Linked DNA regions of Pan troglodytes: region 2 is linked to region 1. Evidence: chromatin contacts called from public HiChIP or PLAC-seq data. All regions are on one chromosome and are shown on one strand. Each heading gives the region's core, a stretch centred on a gene start, on an enhancer-like site or on the middle of the called end of the contact. The rest is flanking DNA. Distances are from core to core; before and after follow the strand shown. Region 1 holds the start of PTCD2 (pentatricopeptide repeat domain 2). Region 2 holds the start of MAP1B (microtubule associated protein 1B).

Region 1 (3,937 bases), core at 443-2,942:
ACATCTATTATAATCCATTAGACACGTACAAATATAACTGTACAAACTGTACAAATATAAATCCTGGGAAAAACCATTTCTGAACTACCAGAGAATGCAAATCCTCAGCAAAACAGGTTTTATTTGTGTGTGTGAAAGAAGATAGTGATTAACCGTAGCTAGTGATAAACCTGTGTGGGGACTGGTTGACAGGAAGTTGGGATTTGAAGTACAAATGGGCATTTGCCATCGGTTAAAGGTATCAAGAGCATTTTTAAAAAAACTAATAACATTTAAATGCAAAACAGGCATATTTAGTTTTGGTTTATCCAGGGAGAAGCACAGTGTAGTGGAAAAAGCTGCAGCGTGACCACTGGAACTCCCAGTTTTGTCCTCTGTGAAATGAGGGGGTTAAGGCCTCTCAGATGTGGACTCAAAATACATTTGAGATACATGGAAATCATTGATCACAGCTTAGTAGATTTGGGAAACATCATCCTTTCTTTAGGATCCTTGGCTGTGCATGAGATAAAACGGACCAAGCGTGGCCGAAGAATCACGCACTAACAGAGTTCTGTGAGCTGCAGTAACAAGGTAACAATAAAAGTTGCTATTTATTTACAGAAAGGCAGTCCAGTGAAGTGGTTAGGAGCAGGTTTCTATTGTTGGGTGTGTTCAAATCCCACCTCTAACAGTTCCCTCTGACCTTGGGCAAATTACTTAACCTTGTTCCTCCTCTGTAAATGGAGAAAAGAATGGTACTTCTCTTGCTGGGTGTTGTCTAGAGAAAAGGAATTAATGTATGTAAACTACATTAAAGTAATGCCTGACAAACATTTTTACTATCACTCACTAGCATCTTCAGATTTAACTCTCTTCATAGAGATGTTAGAGGATAGTTTTGAAAAATGAAGAAACGTGCCGCTAAGTCTTTTAGATTGTTAGCAGAACTGAGACTCCATAAGACCTCTGCTTCCAAACTCTGCAGAACAGAAAAAGGCCGGGCGCGGTGGCTCACTCCTATAATCCCAGCACTTTGGGAGGCCGAGGCGGATGGACCACGAGGTCAGGAGTTCGAAACCAGCCTGGCCAACATAGTGAAACCCGTCTCTACTAAAAATACAAAAAACCCGGGCGTGGTGGCGCACGCCTGTAGTCCCAACTACTCGGAAAGCTGAGGCAGGAGAATCGCTTGAACCCGGGAGGCGGAGGCTGCAGTGAGCCGAGATCGCGCCACCGCGCTCCAGCTTGGGCGACAGAGCAAGACTTCGTCTCAAAAATAAATAAATAAGTCACCCAAGGCGGGAGGGATGTTCCTGAAGACGAACGTCGCCCCATCTGAGGGAGCACTACAGCCCCAAGGTCAAGACCCCAGCAGTCCTTCGATTTGCAGGCACTGGGGGTATCCACGACCCCCAGGGGTCACCACTGCACCCACATGGCAACTAGAGGGCGAGGGTGTGCTCCAGGCCAGTGAGAGACTTAGGAGCTGTGGCTGCTCCACAGAGATGCTAGCTGGGATCTAACACCCCCTTCTCTCCCATCCCTCCCCTCCTTCCCTAGGCTAAGGCCGCGGATACCTCCGAGAGGGCAGCGGCAGCTGACAGAGCCGGAGCCTCCCACCCCAGGATACACCAAAATCTGCAGCGCCTGCAGGAGAACTCGATTCGAGGGCCGAAATGCAGCAGCCATACTGTCTCGGACCATACCAACTACTGGAACCGGGGCGAGGAGGCGGAGCGTCGGTCCTGTCGTCGAGAGCGACAAAAGGGATTCGTCCAATTCTGGGCGCCCCGAGAGGTCGAGCTGTAACCCCGCCCCTTCCTCTGTCCGTAACCCGTTGGCTCTTCCTTTTGGTACGCTCCAAGATGGCTGCCTCCATAGTGCGGCGCGGGATGCTCCTGGCGCGGCAAGTGGTTCTTCCTCAGCTCTCTCCTGCAGGTTGGCCGGACAGCTTCATTAGGCCCCTGATTATTCTGTTTTTTGGGTGAAGGGAGCGGTGGGCTTTCAAGAGGAGAGGAAATGTTTCTGGAATCTGATTGCTAGGGACGCCATTTGGGGTGTTTGGTGGTGCAGAAGAAGGAGACAAGGTATCTGTTCCGTTTCCTTCCCTAAAATAACAGTGTGTTCCTGTCCAAAGGTACGAAGAGCAGTGGAAGGTTATATAGCATGAGGGAATTTGCGTATGATTCGCCAGATTTATGTGTTGGGGTGGTCGTGCTTTTGCTGACCACGAAAAACCCAAATGTGCGCCGGGCGCGGTGGCCCACGCCTGTGGTCCCAGCACTTTGGGAACGCGAGGCGGGCGGATCGCCAGGAGTTCGAGACCAGGAGTTGAGACCAGGAGTTGAGGCCAGGAGTTCGAGACCAGCCTGGCCAACAGGGCGAAACCCCATCTCTACTGAAAAATACAAAGAAATTATCTGGGCGTGGTGGCGCGCGCCTGTAATCCTAGCTACTCGGGGGGCTGAGGCAGGATAATCGCTTGAACTCGGGAGGCGGAGGTTGCAATGAGCAGAGATCGCGCCACTACACTCCAGCCTGGGCAACAGAGAGAGACCCTGTCTCAAAAAAAAAAAAAAAAGAAAAAAGGAAAAACCTAAATGTGTCCATTCCTGGGGCTGGGACATTTTTCTCCCATCTGAGGTTTTTTTAGAGGGACGTCAGATAAACATTTTTCCCACTACCACACATTTAGCTGGACCCCTGGTCTTCGTGGAAGAATTTTTCAGTATTAATCTCATTTTATCTGATGACCTTGAGCACAACTTTTGATTGACCTTTCTTTGCTATCGTTTTCCACGTGTAGATAATAAATGCTAATAGTTACTTGTAAAGTACTTTGATATCTGAACTAAATGGCAGCCCACTCAAAGCCTGCATAGTGGGTCTGATAATGAAAACATTGGGAAAAAGTTTTAAAGTATTTATAGGAGCCAAATTTGCAGTGATTCTAACCACATAATCCAGACAGACATATTTGATAAAAATGCAATAATCACACTCGATTTTTCCAATGCCGCTTATCTTCCCTTTCCAACCTACCTCCCATCCTCTATTTTTTTAAAAAGCACGCACTTCTTTAGGAACAGCCATTAAACGTCAATGTGAAACCTCAGAGTTGGCCACCAGTTTTCTGAAGATTAAGTGGCTGACCTGGTGAAAACGTTTAATGTCACACATTAGGCAGTGTTATGCACAACGCTTGACACCTTAGTAAGAATTAGCTGTTGTAGCTATTTTCTGTTTATGTGGTTTCCTTGAACTACTACACACAGAGGGCATTCTGGGAGACCTGTCTTTCCCCACCATCACCTCCCCAGCCTTTTTTTTTTTTTCGGGTTTCGTTCTTGTTGCCCAGGTTGGAGTGCAATGGCACGATCTCAGCTCACTGCAGCCTCTGCCTCCCGGGTTCAAGTGATTCTCCTGCCTCAGCCTCCCAAGTAGCTGGGATTACAGGCATGCACCACCACTCCCGGCTAATTTTGTATTTCCAGTAGAGACGGGGTTTCTCCATGTTGGTCAGGCTGGTCTCGAACTCCTGACCTCAGGTGATCCACCCGCCTCTACTTCCCAAGGTGCTGGGATTACGGGCGTAAGCCACTGTGCCCAGCTGGCCCAGCTTTTTAATCTCCCAGTTCAGAACTCTTGAGCAATGATCTAGATATTGTCCTGACTCCAGAATGTAGAAAGGTGATTACTTATGCTAGAATGAAGCATATGCTAGAATGAAGGCATAGAGAATAACAGATAATAAATAGAGAGTAAGCAAGTAGCTGGTATCCGGGAGTACAGTTGGCTTCCTTATCCGAGCATTCTGCATCTGCAGAGTCAACCAACAGCGGATCAAAATACTACAAAACAAAACAAAAACTAACAATAAAAAATAATACAACAGTAAAATAATACAAAGAAAATACAATATGACAACCACTTACATTGCGTTTACATTGTATTA
Region 2 (3,937 bases), core at 952-3,451, 210 kb after region 1:
CAGTAGCCACACCCAAAGTCAGTACGTGTAAAATTTTTCCAGGAGAAAATTGTGCAAATAAACTAAATTAGAACAGATTAGACCAAAGGCCTATATAGTCTGAAAATGAAGGGTTATTGAGATGCTCAAATAAGACATTTCACTACTGAAATATCTCTTGTTCTTGAATTTTTTGGAATAAAATACTATGACTTTCTGCTCACATTTTTTTTCTTTTTTTTTTTTTTTTAAGCTAAAAGGGAAAATCAAGTGCTTTAAAGTTAAACAAAAGAACCAGGTCTGCAACTCCAGTCCCCACCCTGAAGCCTTTTGTTCTGGGGACAAGTGGCCGTTTCCAACTGCAGAGGCAGATGACAAGCATTTATTTTTTCATCTAAAACCAGGTTTTTCTTTCGTCTTTTATTGGGGAGGGGGAGCGGGAAACGAGGGCTGCGTGAACGCCCTTTGTCCGCCTCGGGCTGCCGTAGAGACCGCAGTGCGGACTGCACCACGCCCACCAACCGGTGTCTCCCGGAGAAACGCTTCAGCACCACCCCAGGAGAATAGAGCGCGGGCTGGGGCTGCGGAGGGACCCGGCGACCTCTGTCAGGAGCGAGGGGAGGGCCGGGACGCCGGGGATAAAGGGAAAGGCAGAGACCAGAGCTGCCCACCCAGGGACTCCCAGGGCAACAAAGCCAGGCAAACTGAGAGGTGGGGGCGCGCGGCCCCCGCCAGCCCGAGGCCCGGGCGGAGCGCACGCCCAGCCAGCCGTGCCCGACGGGGGCGCCGCAGTGTGGGGGGGCAGGTGTGGCGGGCGGTCCGGAGGCACTGCGGCAGCTCGGGTGGGGCTGGGGGCGGGTCTCTCTGTGCGCCCGAGGCTGTGCCCGCCGGACTCTCACGGCCCCGCCCGGGGTCCCCGGCGTACCGCTATTCGGCCTCCGCAGAGCGCGCCACTGGTGCGAGCACCGGGCGAGGAGCTGACCCTACCCGCTGACGTCTCCCTCACCGACCCCCTTCAAGCTACCACTCCCGAGGCTGGGACTTCTAAAAGCAGCAGCCCCACCCCGCAACTTGGGGTCCCATTGTCCTTTCTGAGAGCTGCAGCCAAGGCCCCAAGGGCGGTAGCGAGGCGGGCTCTGTCTGGTGGCGAAGCGCAGGCGGTTCTGCATCCCAGCATCTCCCCGGGGAGGGGGGGGCGGGGGGAGCGGGCGTGGCCCTAGGACTAGCCTAGTCATTCTGAGGAAAGAATGGATCGGGAGGTTTGAAATCAGAAAAGGCGTTTCTCAGGGGCTGAGGTAGCCGTGGTGAGGATGAATCCCACGCGGGCCCTGGCACATGGGCTTCGGCCCCAGGTCTGCGATGGTGGGGGTCCCAGCCTTTTCCTGAGGCCAGAAGAGGACTGAAAGGAGTGGTTGCATCAGGTCTCCCCCACCCTTCTGCCTCCTGCGGTTGCGGCTTTATTGTGGCCTCTGCTCCCCTGACACCTGCATTTCACTTAGCGGGAGAGGCGGTGGCCAACTCAGCACAGGCTGCGGACTCAGCGTGGTGACAGATCCCTCAAGGTTATTGGAGACTCTCCCTCTGGGTCTCATATCTAATAATTCGGATTATTCTTAATTAGCCCAGAAAGGGTCTGGACAAGTATGAGAGGTGACGAGGAGAGGCATGGGTGCGGGGCGCGCGGGAGGAGCGCAGTGACCGTCGCGCCCTGGGTGGGGTCGTGTTTGCGCGTCTGCCAGCGCGCGTCTCTGGGGGCGCGGGGCCACTTACCGAGCTCGATGTTGCCGATGGCACGCCGCAGGTGCTCCTCGGTCACGATCTCGCCGACGACCACCAGCAAGTAGAACTTGCTGTCAAGGAAGCGGTGCGACAGGCTAGGCGAGGTGGACGCCGCCGGGTTGGCGATGCTGCCGGATGGCTCCGGCTCGGTGGCTTCCACCACCACGGTCGCCATCCTGCCGGCTGCTGTGCCTCGGCGAAGTGTCTCGCTCCGGCCGCTCCTCTCCTCTGCGGCAGGAGAAAGGATTATCTCCGAAGGTGCTGTCTCCGCTCCGCCCCCTGCGTCCCCCCTCCTCTGGCGCCGCGCGCCGCCTCCCCCTCCGCCCTCTCCCAGCGCCGCGGAGAGTGCGCGGCGGAGAGGAGCGGGGAGTGAGAGAGGGCGGGGAGGCGGCGCCGCTTTTATATGGAGACTAGGCAGGGAGCCGGGAGGAGGAGGAAGAGGAGGAGGAAAGGACCACCCGGCACATCCTCACGCGGTGGCTGCCTCCGCTCTTCCAGCCGTTGGCCCGGGGCTGATGTCATCTGCAGCAAATCATCTCGCCCGCGGCCCGGAAGCTGGAGGGACGAGGTGTGCGGACAATGGTCGGGGCAGGGCCGCGAGCCAAGGGGCTGGGGCGCCCGCTGAGCTCCTGCTGCAGCCGTGAAGGGGGAAGACGCTCTCAACCTACACCACCCACCACGTACACACCCACTGCCCACTCCTCACCCTCACCCTGTCTGTGCATGGGAATGGGATGAGTTTCCATTTTCGGAGTGGGGGTCTTTTCTCTTGTTGGAGTTGCACTAGTCAGGCCTCTGCCTTGTGTGCTGTGTATGATGTAGCCAGGTTCTCAGGAACTGGGATAGCCACAGTGGGCAGATGCGGGGCTGTGGGTACCCCGCCTAGGAAGACGGAACCTGTCTTTTCTTTGACCTTGTGGCTTTAAGAAGACGAATTTACTGATATTTACCAATATCAATATTTACCACCTTCACTTAAAGAATACATCAAAAATGCAAAACTTAAGCCTACTATTGTTCAGGCCTTGGATTCTACTCTGGCAGGGCCAAGGATGAAAAAGTACTGGCTTTGTGGTGCTCATGGGAAATGAGAGAAATGCAGATGTATTATATTAGATACCAATTTCTTTCCTTAATGTGCTGAACAGATAGTATCAGTAATAACAAAGATTAAAGAGAAGATACTGTCTCTACCCAGCAGGGTTACAGTGACTATAATGTACTTTTCAGTTCCTTGGGGAACACACAAGCAAAATTACCTCGTGACAATGATGTCTTTTAAAATACATTTAGCATTGGGAATTTTTATTGCCTTTGTTTGTGTTTAGAAGAACTAAAAAATGTGTTTTTTGTTTTTGTTTTTTTGTTTTTTTTAAGGCAGCCTATTTACAACCGTTTCTCACAAACATACTGGATATAGCTTCTGTCCCAGAAAAGGGGAGGAGGGTGAGGAAAGAGCAAAATGTGCAAACATGGTATCATAGAAGACTGGGGAATTCGAGCTTTAAGGAAGAGGAATAGATGGAAATTAGTCAACATAGCTTTAATACTAGAATGCCTGTTAGTAAAATATAGATGATAGATAGATAGATAGATAATCACCTAGATATTCTTAAGATTTCCAAAGTAACCCAGTGTCTTAGGTGTTAGCTGCCATGACTTATTGGTCATGTACTCTTTGCTCTTATATCTTTGCTGACACCCTGGCATGGGAGACATGCTGGGCAGCCAAGGGCTGGGGGGTTCCATCCAACATGTCAATCTGATCAATGCAGAATGAAAATACCGTCTGGCCCTCAGTATTTGGGATCTGTGACAGGATCACTAGAGAGTTGCATTCACCAGTAATTAGATGAAGTGTTTCCAACTAGCTGCATTCACCAGTAACTAGATGAAGTGTTTCCAGATAATATTTTGGTTAAGATATTCAATTGCTGTTCGAGAAGTAAGGCCAGCACCAAAGCCCATAACTGGGGTGAGGGGCAGGAAATATGGTGAAGAGCACTGTTTTCTAAAGGTCATCCATTGGATTCCAGCCTCATCTAGTTTGTGTTTGGTTTTCCTTTCTTTGAACCATTGTTACTTTTATGTGTGTAATAGTTTTCTTTTATGCAGTTTATTTCTTTTACTTAAATTTATTTTTAAATGCAATTCTATGTTGCTGTATAAATGGAAACAC

The links. HiChIP or PLAC-seq counts read pairs in DNA pulled down with a chosen protein or histone mark.
Region 2: a contact with region 1 is called in an H3K4me3 HiChIP or PLAC-seq map of stem cell-derived excitatory neurons, with 2.4 times the contacts expected there. The contact joins the promoter of MAP1B here to the promoter of PTCD2 in region 1. A contact is called at or near these places in 1 of 7 Hi-C or Micro-C datasets (stem cell-derived neural progenitor cells) and 1 of 1 datasets of contacts at active chromatin or transcription factors (stem cell-derived excitatory neurons).

The regions. Positions count from the first base shown.
Region 1 is chr4:43,728,441-43,732,377 of NHGRI_mPanTro3-v2.0_pri, forward strand. It overlaps PTCD2 (pentatricopeptide repeat domain 2), which reads right to left and starts at 1,693. Exons shown (of 10, transcript NM_001246655.1): 1 at 1,560-1,693. The coding sequence starts at 1,686. MRPS27 (mitochondrial ribosomal protein S27) reads left to right here and starts at 1,659. Exons shown (of 11, transcript XM_517715.8): 1 at 1,659-1,920. The coding sequence starts at 1,659.
Region 2 is chr4:43,940,833-43,944,769 of NHGRI_mPanTro3-v2.0_pri, forward strand. It overlaps MAP1B (microtubule associated protein 1B), which reads right to left and starts at 2,202. Exons shown (of 7, transcript NM_001194920.2): 1 at 1,750-2,202. The coding sequence starts at 1,933.